Regions from separate parts of the Drosophila melanogaster genome. Here region 2 is linked to region 1. A link is a contact called in public Hi-C data. All regions are on one chromosome and are shown on one strand. The core of a region is the stretch at or near the end of the contact, and the rest is flanking DNA. Distances in the headings are between cores, read along the strand shown. Region 1 holds the start of CG18598. Region 2 holds the start of r-l (rudimentary-like).

Region 1 (2,846 bases), core at 178-2,677:
GATGATTCCACCCGGAGTCCACTACGTATGGTGCTCCTCCCGTGGTCCCTACGGCGATGCAGCCCCTCGTGTTGGATTCGTGCACTTCTTCCATCCGAATGAGATTGTCGTACGAGAGTGGGACCACGAACTGGAGGAATTGCGCCCGCGGAGGATTGCCGAACCGGAAGTGGAGCGAGACCGAATACGCAAAAACCTAGCCCAACTGGAGCGCGTGCTGGCGCCGTACGACTATCGTTACGTGGTCCAGTGGAAGGAACTCACCGGCAGCGTGACGGAGTCTTGCGTGGATCGCTGCCGTCCGACAGAAGGAACCATCCGTACGAACATCGAACTGCAATCCTGCCCGGACGCAGATCGGCCGCGAGGTGGAGCCGCTACTGTCAGCATAAGCCGCCGGAATGCTGCAGCTCGGATTCTCTTAGATGAGAGCGAACTCCTACCGGACCTTAAGCCCGTGGAAGGAACAGCTCCGCGCTTCACTACCGTACCCCTGCGTGTTCCACAAGATGCCCTGCCCGCTGATGTTTCCCGCCATGCCTTGGACTGCATCGATGCTGTTGACAAACTGCTCGAAGGCTTTGAAACGGCCGATGGACTCATTGAGGAACTGCAGCTGGCTTACGCATTTTTCCTAGTGGGCTACTCTGTGGAGTCTCTGGCCCACTGGCGCAAGCTTTTGGGCTTGCTGGCTCACTCGCAAACGGCGGTCACCAAGCACAAGTTAACGTACATGAAATACAGCGAGGTTTTGGCCCACCAGCTGCCCCATCTGCCCGAGGAGCTGATGGTGCCTGGTCCGCATAACACCGTCTACAAAGATGTACGCGAACTGCTGGTCAATCTGCATGCGGGCGGCTTAAGTGTCAGCGCTGAGCGGCTAACTAAGCGGCTGGAGAAAAAATTGGGATGGGAATTCGAGGGCCTGCTAGACGAGGATCCCGAGGACCAGCCTGTAGTCATCGAACTTCCGGAAGCCTAGGAGAAGGGCGCTACGCATGTGAAGTGTAATTCATATATTTGTAATACAATGGACTGAAACTGATCTATATTGATTTCTACTTTAACGCAGCGAATGCTGGGTGCGCAAGTAATTCCACAGATCCCGAGCCGTGCGGATGCTGACCATGAATTGGCACAACTTGGTCTCGATCAGGCAGAGAATCAAGAACTTGGCCCGCTTGTCCTTTAGCAGGGACTGCAAGGAGTATGGCATGGACATGGGTTTTCTGTAGCCATAAACGGCGCCACACCATCACTCACCTCCTCGTTGTTCTCGGGACCATTCTCCACCACCGTCCAGAGTTCCTCCGACTCCAGATACGCCCGCACCGTCATCGACCAGGCCTTGTAGTTGTCCAAACCTTTGAGCTTCTCAATTTGCAGCTGCAGTGCCATCTCCGAGACTCGAGCAACGTTTCGCAACTAAACCGCATTCGGGCCCTTTGCTGTTTCCTTACCTTCGCCTCTTCCAGCTGTTGTCCAGATTTTTAAATATAGATATCTTAGTATTTGTATCTGTATGCACACGGCTTTTCCATTGTGCACATCAGCAAACTGAAAACAATGGCCACTAGACCCACTTTTCGTGTTGCTTCTGGCCCAGCTATACATTCAGCTTAAGTGGACACTTCTGATTTGACGCAGAAGCGCTGTCGCTTTATGTGCCTGCCTGCTTGTATTTTCCGATGACCACAGAATTTAGTTTGACATATATTTCTTCTGAGCAGCAGCAGTGCGCCTTCTAAGCTCGCATCTTTTGGATGCATTGACAGGTACGAATCTTCATTTTCTGTGGCTAAGTCTTGGTTAATAATTAAAAACTGAATGTGGGATTGATCTCGATTCGAAGCTATGCTTGATTAGCAAATGATAATGATAGAAGAAAATGTGTTTGAAAATCTTTATTGAAAACTTCATTTAAAAACTATGTAAAATTTCTCTATCATACTGAACGCGTGAAATCAAGAAAGATGCATGATTGAAAGGATCACTTAAAATAAATCCGTCAAAATGTAAAACAAACTAGTTTTATTGTTATTTATGGTCGACTTCCAAAAAAAAAACTAATAAACTAATAGAGAAACTGCGTGCCGATAAGGAAAACATTCGGTTCCTTTCTATATTTTCAATCTTTCTATGATTGACTGTGACCATTTAAACAAGCCCATAAAAACACGAGCCCCAAACTCAATTAATAATAAATTGTGTTGCCCAATTGTTGTTTTGTTTTTATGATTTTTATTTGAAATGAATACGAATGTCAGTTTTAGCTGCTGGTTTCTTGTATTGCTGTTGTTGTTACGTTCAAGAATGTGGCTGTTGTTTTTGCTGCCTCGGCTGATTTATGCTTAATTAACTTTCTGCACGGGCCTTTTCTATTCAGCGACTGCAAAATATTAGTCTGCCTTCTTTCCTCATTTATTAAATTTATTAAAAAAAAAAAAAAACAACCAAAAGCGAAAAACAAAAACCATGCGAAAGAGCTGCGAATAAGCTCGTGCGAAAATTCTCCCGTAGCTTCTGCACAGCTCATCATTCTATTTTCCTTCGCTAATCACGCAAACACGCTACAGATAACTCTGCCGATGATGGTGTTGTTCTTGTGGAGAATCTTTGGGTTTACTTGACTTCGGGGGCTAAAAATCAATGTGGTTTTGGACTGTCTGTCGGGGAGTTTTGGAATCGGAATCTCTGGAGAGATGGTTAGTTGGGTGGTGGGGCGAAAAGTTCGAAATCTCTACAAATTACATAAGTGGTAGGCATAGAAAATATACAAGTATATATGTATACAATATATATATATATATATACGTATATATATGTACCGTTGTTTTGTTTTGTAT
Region 2 (2,846 bases), core at 235-2,734, 2.8 Mb before region 1:
GTAAATTATAAATATAACAGTGACATTAATCAAGTTAAATTATAATCGAAAGGCTTAAATTGGGTTTCAAAGTTATACCTAGTAAAAATCGATCACGGAATCCATTGCGAACAATACAACATGAAACACAATTACGTTTATGCTTATACATTTATACATTAATATCCTGAAGTTATTTTAGAAAACTTTTGGCTTTTGAGAATATTTGATATGTCATTTTAAGTAAATGCTAATAAAGGGAATATGTTTTTACAAGAAGAAATTTTCTAAAGGACTGGGAATAAAGTCTCCGAATGTTAGAGCAATATATCTGGTCTGGATGGTTTGGATGTCTATGGATGGATCTAACCAGGCAATTTTCTGTATTCGAATGCACCGAATTTTTAAAAAGCTATTTTTGGGATAGCGATTTTACCATCCAGGATAGATGACATTAAAGTTAGCAAGTGGGCAGTAATCATAAAATGAGGATAGTAATGTCAATGATTGCCAATTAAGCAGAAAGGATTGCTTGTCATCGTGCATATAAATCCTAACTTACCTGAGCGGCCATGATCCGCTGCCTCTCAAAGATCAGGACACACTTGGCGCACTTGCAGTTCTTGTAGGTGCAGAGCTTCTTGTGACCCCGCAGCTCTGAAATGATCCCATGGTTCCGGCAGCGGGCGCACTTGGGCACCCGATTGGTGACCTTGGCCGGTGTGGGTTCAACTATTTTGGTGGCCTTGGGATTAGCCACAAGACGAGGACGCTTATTAGCCACTTCATCAGCAGGTTCACCACTTGAACTGGCCATCGCAACGCAGGCGAGAAATGGATTGAGAGAAAACCGATTTTTCGACTAAGAAGTTGCCGCTTTTGGAGCACAAATTTGCGACTTATTTGGAGACCAGCGAAAAGAAACTAAATTTTGGAAACACGCGCCAAAGGATCTGGAATTGTTTCAATGAATGGCGCAAACTTTGTTGACTTACGCAGGCGCTTTGGCTTTCATTTTGCAATATGAGCTTACAGGACTGTCATTGGTGGTTGCAAAATGACTAGACTCCTCCCCTTGAAGTTGCAGTCAAGGGTTTGTGGGCGGAGCCAAAGCTTTCAGATTACAAATGCTAAGTAGTGAACAATACAGCAATGCAGCGGACAAAATATTGTATATAATCCATCCATTCATTTCCTTGAAATTTCTTAAGACTTCTCAGAAACTAAAGGTTATATATTTTATGAATTTGGGAAATATTTCACATGCAAAATAGTTTATTTCAAAACCTTAACACTTATGCTACTTTGTTACCCTATAACTAATAATAAACGTTTATTAATTCGAAGCCAATGTTGATAAAATCTACGACATTTATAATAATTTGAACTTCGATAAGTTTGGCGGCATAGCGAAGTTAACCACCCAGGCGGCGCAACCAGAACTTGTACCTTAATTAGGGTGTTCGAAATGTGCCCCAATGTCACAGCAGATACGTGCACACTGGCAGCATGTTTAAAAAGCGTAGACTCCCAATTGGACGGTTCTTATTGGAGCCTAGCTAGCACGTGTGTGAAGAATTAAGATCGAGATTTAGAATTGCCAGCATGGTTGCCCAGAACTCCGACAAAATGCGGGCCCTGGCCCTGAAGCTCTTCGAGATCAATGCCTTCAAGTTCGGCGACTTCAAGATGAAAGTGGGCATAAATTCGCCGGTCTACTTCGACCTCCGAGTGATCGTCAGTTATCCGGATGTGATGGTCAGTATTTGGGATTAGTGCTCCATGTCAATGGCAGTAGCTAACTTGGTCTTCCCGCAGCAAACCGTATCCGACCTGCTGGTGGAACACATCAAGGACAAGCAGCTGAGCGCCAAACACGTGTGCGGTGTTCCCTACACGGCGCTCCCGCTGGCCACCATTGTGTCCGTGCAGCAGGGAACTCCCATGCTGGTGCGGCGCAAGGAGGCCAAGGCGTACGGCACCAAGAAGCTGGTCGAGGGCATCTTCAATGCTGGCGACACCTGTCTGATTGTCGAGGACGTGGTCACCTCCGGCTCCAGCATCCTGGACACGGTGCGGGATCTGCAAGGCGAGGGCATTGTGGTCACCGACGCCGTGGTCGTCGTAGACCGTGAGCAGGGCGGAGTGGCCAACATCGCCAAGCACGGCGTGCGGATGCACTCGCTCTTCACGCTCTCCTTTCTGCTGAACACACTTCACGAGGCCGGGCGCATCGAGAAGTCCACAGTGGAGGCGGTGGCCAAGTACATCGCCGCCGTGCAAATCAACAGCGATGGTACCTTCGTCGGCGGCGATAAGGGCGACGTTGTCAGAGGTGCGTATGCTCCAGATCCCCGTGATATCTGCCAGATAGATAGATGCATAGATAGATAATAAGTACATGACACTCGGCCAGCACATGGCCTCGAACAAATTCAATTAGGGAGCGCTCCAGTCGCGCTACTATAAAGTTATACAACCGCCATAAACGGCGGTAGGCCGATCTGGATTCCACTATCGGACCGGATCATTCCCGGGAATGCGGCACGTGATTCTGATTCAGGGCAGTGTCCGGTCCGCACTCAATTATGCCACCACGCTTATCAGCCCACTCGAGAGCCAGCCTGCTCCTTCAATCAAGCCCATCTTCTATAAATAATCACATTTCGTTTATGGCGCTTTGATGAGATGTATGGGAACCGGTTTGCTTTTTGTTTCCACCTGTAAAGTCACAGTATTCTAATCTCATCATAATCATCGTCTTTGCCTTTGGGGAGTAACTTTTGTATATACTCTTAAGATACTGTATAAACAATAGCCAAAATTGATTCCCAGTTGAAAAGAGTTATGTACTTTGGGATCGCCAA

Evidence for each region. Hi-C and Micro-C count contacts between places; a contact is called where the count stands out from the background.
Region 2: a Hi-C map of the Kc167 cell line shows a contact between it and region 1, with 1.7 times the contacts expected there. The contact joins the promoter of r-l here to the promoter of CG18598 in region 1. A contact is called at or near these places in 1 of 107 Hi-C or Micro-C datasets (the Kc167 cell line) and 1 of 6 datasets of contacts at active chromatin or transcription factors (the Kc167 cell line).

What each region holds. Positions count from the first base shown.
Region 1 is chr3R:18,249,696-18,252,541 of dm6, reverse strand. It overlaps CG18598, which reads right to left and starts at 1,427. Exons shown (of 2, transcript NM_142441.3): 1 at 1,264-1,427; 2 at 1,003-1,198. The coding sequence starts at 1,398. The coding sequence ends at 1,064. 14-3-3epsilon (14-3-3epsilon,) reads right to left here. Exons shown (of 4, transcript NM_169798.3): 4 at 1,992-2,846. CG12320 reads left to right here. Exons shown (of 1, transcript NM_001316550.1): 1 at 1-1,473. The coding sequence ends at 982.
Region 2 is chr3R:21,071,957-21,074,802 of dm6, reverse strand. r-l (rudimentary-like) reads left to right here and starts at 1,484. Exons shown (of 3, transcript NM_079703.3): 1 at 1,484-1,737; 2 at 1,798-2,314. The coding sequence starts at 1,585. It overlaps dmrt93B (doublesex-Mab related 93B), which reads right to left and starts at 796. Exons shown (of 3, transcript NM_079704.1): 1 at 542-796. The coding sequence starts at 796.